Regions from separate parts of the Hordeum vulgare genome. Here region 2 is linked to region 1. A link is a contact called in public Hi-C data. All regions are on one chromosome and are shown on one strand. The core of a region is the stretch at or near the end of the contact, and the rest is flanking DNA. Distances in the headings are between cores, read along the strand shown.

Region 1 (3,005 bases), core at 216-2,715:
TGCTCGGGGTAGAGGAAAGTGTCTCCTACGACAAGTTCTAAATAGTTACCATCAGATTTCATCATCTTGAATCACGATCTCATAGTAGGGTAAGTGGCTGAGCACAATTGTAAGGTAAATAGCCAAAAATATCCAGAGCAAAGCCTCTCAATACCATCTGAGAGTAAATTCCTTGATGGGGCCTATGAAATTCTGAAATCCACCGAAACAGCAACAAACACATTGCAATTCCACTGGTCCTAAAATCCAGCCTATCGCACGTACAGAGAAGACGCGCCTTCGTCCAGCTATTGGTTGAAATGAATCTGTACTAACAACTAACAAGGACAGCTTATAGCTGGAGTCCAATCGACAGCTTAAAATCGAGCTCAATCCATCTAAAAATTTAACCATGGCCAAACACCTAAATTCGCATCCCATGATCGAAACACAGACACACGAGAAGCAACGTCAACGAAAGCTAAACTTCTGCAAAGAAAAATTTTACCAATCCAACCCCATAAAACTAACTCGGGAGTATTTTACTGGCGATGGTAAACCCCCACTAATTCAGCACAAAATCCGAGCTCGAGCGGCCGAGAAGCAGAGAAGCTGATGCGGCTCGGAGCTCCTACATACGAGATGAGAACATCAAAGTGAAAAAACGCGGGATAAAGCAGAGCTGGGCAAACGTTTTGACTTTTCTCCACAGGGAGTTCACGCCATGGCAGAAGCTAGCAATTCAACGCAGCCCTTGCACAAAATCCCCCACGAAAACGGCCGCAATTGCGCCTGAATCGGCAAGGAAGAAACCCAATTCCCAGCGGAGCGCGAGAACTTTTGGCCGGAAGAAGCAGAAATCAGGCGCGGCTCAAGTGGCCGGGCGGCATTGCCACGAGCAGAGGCACACCGGGGCCGCCGTGGGCGGGAGCAGGGAGAAAACGCGAGCAACGGGAAACGCGCCCAGATCCAAACCCAGCAAAACCAACAGAGAGGCAAGCACGCGCGGGACGGCATTGCGAGGGGGGGAAATCCGGCGGGGCGGGGCGTACGGATCCGGACCTCGGGACGCCTTGGTGGCCTTGTCGCGGATGACGGTGACCTCGTCGACGATGGCGACGTCGCGGAACATGGCGGCCAGCTCGGCCTCCGTCATGAGCTTGGGCACCTGGCCGACGAAGAGCTTGACGGAGCTCTCGTCCCTGCCGCCCCCGTCCTCCCCGCAGGCGTGTCCTGCTCCGACTGCTCCGGCGCACGCGGCCGCCGCGGGCTGCTGCTGCTCCCTGTCGCCGGCGTCTTCCGCCATTGGGCGTGGCTGGGCGTCGAGCTAGCTGGGTGGCTTAGGGTTTGCGTGGGAATTTGGGCGGCGACGGTGGAGGAGGCGGGGACGGGGACGGGGACGGAGACGGAGACGGAGACGGAGTCGGGGCAATTAATAGTAAATAAATACTAGTAGCGGCGTAGTGAATTAGGACAGGAGAGGGAGGAGCGAGCAATGGATATGGTATGCTGGCAGTGAGGGACAGCGAAGGGAAGACAAGGTGGTGTGATTTCCCCCCTCCCTCCCTCCCTCCTTCCTTTTTTTTTTCCTTCTGCTCTCCTCCCTCTTTTTTCTTTTCTTTTGAAAAATGCAGGTAAATGATTTGCATGTAGATTAATTAACCCAAAGGGATATTTTCCAGTTAGTTAGCGTAGAATTAGCCATTTTTGTTTACTATATGATGTTTAGTGCTGGTTTAAAATTTAGGCGAGGTCAAGATGATTTACGTGTGCTGACTGCTGACCGAGTTTGCCACTTGGTAAATTTAGGCGAAGTCAACTCGTGTAAAACTCAACTACAATGGAGAAACTTCCAGAGTTCTTTCATCAAAGATGCGAGAGAAACCTTCGTACCTCAAATGATACGACAGTTTGCAAATCCATCAAAATCGTGACAAAAAGGGGAAGAGTGTGAATTGATGCACATACAACAATATTTTTTTGCCACAATAGCTAAATGTTTGTCGATTGTCTTTCGGTTTTGGGTCGGTCGATTTTCAAGGAAGGAGCTCGCTGGCAGGCTACCCGTGAATGATGGAGGTGGGGTGATAACACGACGGCGCTGCAACTTCATCGGAGAAAATCTCCGTCGGCGCCAGGGGGTAGAGGGATGGCTAGGGGTCGACAACATGGTGGTGGGCCACAGTTGGGGGGAGGGTGGTGCAGCAAGGCTACACGGGAGCGTCGCCGCCCGCGAGCGGCGACATAACGAGAGGACGATAGTTGGAGGAAGAAGATGTGACCATCAACATACGTTTGTCATCCAACGACTCAAATTGATCCTAGAAATCGACTGGCCCAATTCAAAATTTGAGACGACTTCCATCCCATTTTTGTATGTATGAAGGTAAAATGACCAATAAATTGTTATGACGTGAACCAAGCATAGCGCGGATAGTTAGGTTTCTTGTAGTGGAACCAATCCATTAGAGTTCAAGTCCTAGACTTGGCATTGATGGTAGTATTATTTCGAATTTATTTGAGGCCTTTCGGCGATGAGCGTTCGGTGAAGGAGATGTTCTCATCGACTACGAAACATCTGTGATGATTTCGTCAATTTCAGATGACTCTCGACTCAATCTTTCGAAGGTGGTCATAGGAGTAGCGTCGGTGACGTCTCTAATGTGCTAAAAAACAAATTACCGTGACAACCTCTCCACGCCTGGCCGATTGTTAAAATGTTACGTACATGTATGCATTTTTGGGGGTCTCCGAGATCTTCCTCTAAAAGTAACTCTAGCAGACCCCGCATCCCGCCCCAGCCAGAAAAATAACTGTCAAAGTGCGGGTCGGGGCGGGAAAACCTGTCCGATCAGACCCCGGATCCCGCCCTGGCCCGCAAATATTTTTGCGGGGCGCGGCAAAACTTCTCCCCCATCCTCTAGTTTCACGGGCTGGGAGGCCGACCCGAGCTCAGCCCCTATCCGCAACAAGATTTGGCGGGAGGGACATTTCCGCACGGCCTTTCCCGCTCCCCCACCCACCGC
Region 2 (2,793 bases), core at 267-2,766, 290 kb after region 1:
GTGTGGCAGACCAGTTTGTGTCCCAAACCTAGTATGTGGCTTGGTTGGGCCCTCTGACTTTAGATGTTAGGCTTTTGTGCGATGTCTGTTTGGTATTAGGCTCGGACCATCGACACCCTTCAATCATGTGGTTAGGAGTAGCGACAGATGTTGCTAAGATGGTGGCTTCAGACCACCTGATGTACTAATAATCAATGAAATGGCTGCATGCATCTTCCAGATGCAAGAGGCTGGGGGTAATCCTCCTTTTCTTAAAAAAAAGCCTATGAAGAACACTGCATTTTAAACTGACCTGAGACATTTTAAACAGTTCCGTATAATATTCCGGCTAAGAGAATGCCTATTGGCTCTACACAAAAATTGGACCTTAGACTGAACTATAACCCAAATTCAAGTGCGTCTTTCCTCCAAAAAAGCAAAGACGTATTTTAGTAAGAAACTCATGAATTGTCCTAGTATGACATTGCGACAAAATAACTCCTAGTTGACGTACGACAGTGAAATTAGCCTCACATAAGTTTCTGCACAGAATCTAACATGACACACCGACTTAGTAGCCTAGCAAACAACGCTGCAGGGTCTGAAAGCCCTGAATAAGGATTAGACTGAACTTGTATAAGCAATAATCAAGTGAAAGCAGTACCAAGTGCCCAGAGCTACATCAGATTTGTTACTTGTATGAACTAGTATAGTCGTTCAATCGAGGGCACAGGCCACATGAACTGTGAATCCAAGAGAAAAATAAGTTGGGGGAATGGACAGGAGAGCTGTATTCTGGTCTCTGCAGTCTGTACCCACCTGCGCGCGGGAAGCCCCTGCCCCTCCGGCCGCCATGGCGGCCGCGGTGGCCGGCCAGCGGCGGCGGAAGAGGCCCTCCCACACGAAGTTTGCGTCGCAGGCGCGGCGCCAGGACCGGGAGCATCCGCCGAGAGCGCACACGTCGGCCTCCTGAGCACGGCTCGAGCCAGTCAACGAGCGAGCGAGCTACGTATACAGAGAGAAAGATGAGAGAGAGGCGCACCTGGAGGCGGGAGGCGACGGCGATGGCTATGTCGTCGGGGAGATCGTCCCACCTCCCCTCCGGCGACGGAGACGGCGAGAGCTCCATTCCGATTCCCCTCCCCTCTGCCCCCTGATTCTGGAATGGAGTGTCAAGCTTACGTAGCTGCTTTGTGTCGGGGAAGGGAAGCGGCAGGACTCGGATCTTTTGCGGCCGCGCGATCGGTCCACGTCAGGGCCACGTGGAAGGAGAGCCTGGATCGCACGCGTACCCCCGGGATTCTCTGTGGCCGATCCGTCTCGCGCCACACCTCTCCCCCTCCTTATTAATTCCTGACGGCGACCGAGGTGGACCAGCACGCCACCAGCGCTAATAATCAATCAACTTTTTTTAAAACGTGCCGTGTTACCGTGATCCGACTGGTTTATTAGTGTCCGCGGGTTATTTTATTTTACCACCCCCCTTCAACTTTGTACCATATATACACGAGTACTTGCGTATATTTTCTTTCGAAAGTTTCGCTTGCCCACCCTAAAAAAAAAAAAAAGGTTTCGCTTGCCCTGCACTTCTCCAACCTCGAATATTTCTCTATCGGAGGCCCGACTCGGCGCGCTCCCCCTCGCTGACCCTCCCTAATCATTGATCGATTGTCCCCTCGCTCGATCCGGCCAAGGTTTCTCCCGCCGGCGAGGAGCGCGCACACCGAATCTGGTCCGGGGGGCGGAGTTTGCTCCGCTCCGGCTCGGTGTGTTGGTGGATTCGGTTCGAGGGGATGGAGCGGCGGCGGTGGCTGCAGGCCGCGGTTCTAATGTCCTTGCTGCTGCTTTGCTCTGGGAGAGGTACGGCTGCTCGCTTTTCTCTCGCCTTCGGAAAATACCGTGATCCGACTGGTTGCAGCCGGATGTCGGAGACCCTTGTTGCCGGTGAAGCTTTTGCCTCGGGTTCACGGCAATGTCGTGCCTATGTTCAGGAATCGATTAGGAACTGTTTTTTACTAGAACAACCGAATTAGGACCTAGAACACCATTATCTACCAGCCGTTGTTTGTTCACAAGTTCACGGCATGTTGTTTCATACTTTGACTCCTGTTATGTGCACAAACTTCAAACTTTTTATATGCTTTTATGCATACCTTGTCATGCTCTGCAGTGACTCTTAGCCTAGCTACTCGGTTTTATTCTGTGTCATGATCGATTACTCAGTGGGTCATTGTATTCTCATGTTGGTCCTGTTTTCTTCGTTCAGAACTTAAGAGCAAAAGACAGGCGCCAGCATATAATTCCACTCTCGCCAAGACGCTTGCAGAGTATACTTCAGCAGTAAGTTTGCCTGTCGCCTTGTCTTCTTCATCATCCAATTCGGATTTGCTTACGGTGAATACATAGGATTTCTAGTGCAATATTTATCCAATAGTAACTGGTTTGAACATTGGTGCTGTTTTTTACAGGTGTATACTAATGACCTGTCACAATTATTCTCCTGGACCTGTGAAAAATGCGTTGACTTAACAGAGGTATTCTTCCTCGCCTCTTATGCACTAGGTTTGAAAGAAAGGGCAAGAAGATGGTTTTGTTTGAGATTTTTCATTGTTCATATGTAGCTTGGTGTGCTTGACTGATAGGTTTGTTTGATGACGCAGGGGTTCGAGGTTATCGAGCTGATCATTGATGTGAAAAATTGCTTGGAGGTTATTCCCTCTATCCATGATCTTTCTTTTTACCCTGAATATACTCTTCTTCTACATCGATGTTGATAGTTTTGATGAACCAGGCATATGTCGGTTTTGCAAGTGA

Evidence for each region. Hi-C and Micro-C count contacts between places; a contact is called where the count stands out from the background.
Region 2: a contact with region 1 is called in a Hi-C map of leaf, with 5 times the contacts expected there. The contact joins the promoter of LOC123440323 here to the promoter of LOC123440285 in region 1. A contact is called at or near these places in 4 of 6 Hi-C or Micro-C datasets (leaf and seedling) and 1 of 1 datasets of contacts at active chromatin or transcription factors (embryo).

What each region holds. Positions count from the first base shown.
Region 1 is chr1H:398,169,644-398,172,648 of MorexV3_pseudomolecules_assembly, forward strand. LOC123440285 (RNA-binding protein BRN1-like) reads right to left here and starts at 1,466. Exons shown (of 9, transcript XM_045116866.1): 1 at 1,042-1,466. The coding sequence starts at 1,285.
Region 2 is chr1H:398,462,526-398,465,318 of MorexV3_pseudomolecules_assembly, forward strand. LOC123440323 (lipase-like) reads left to right here and starts at 1,517. Exons shown (of 10, transcript XM_045116900.1): 1 at 1,517-1,839; 2 at 2,246-2,319; 3 at 2,448-2,513; 4 at 2,640-2,687; 5 at 2,771-2,793. The coding sequence starts at 1,773. It overlaps LOC123440314, which reads right to left and starts at 1,170. Exons shown (of 4, transcript XM_045116891.1): 1 at 1,022-1,170; 2 at 799-948. The coding sequence starts at 1,108.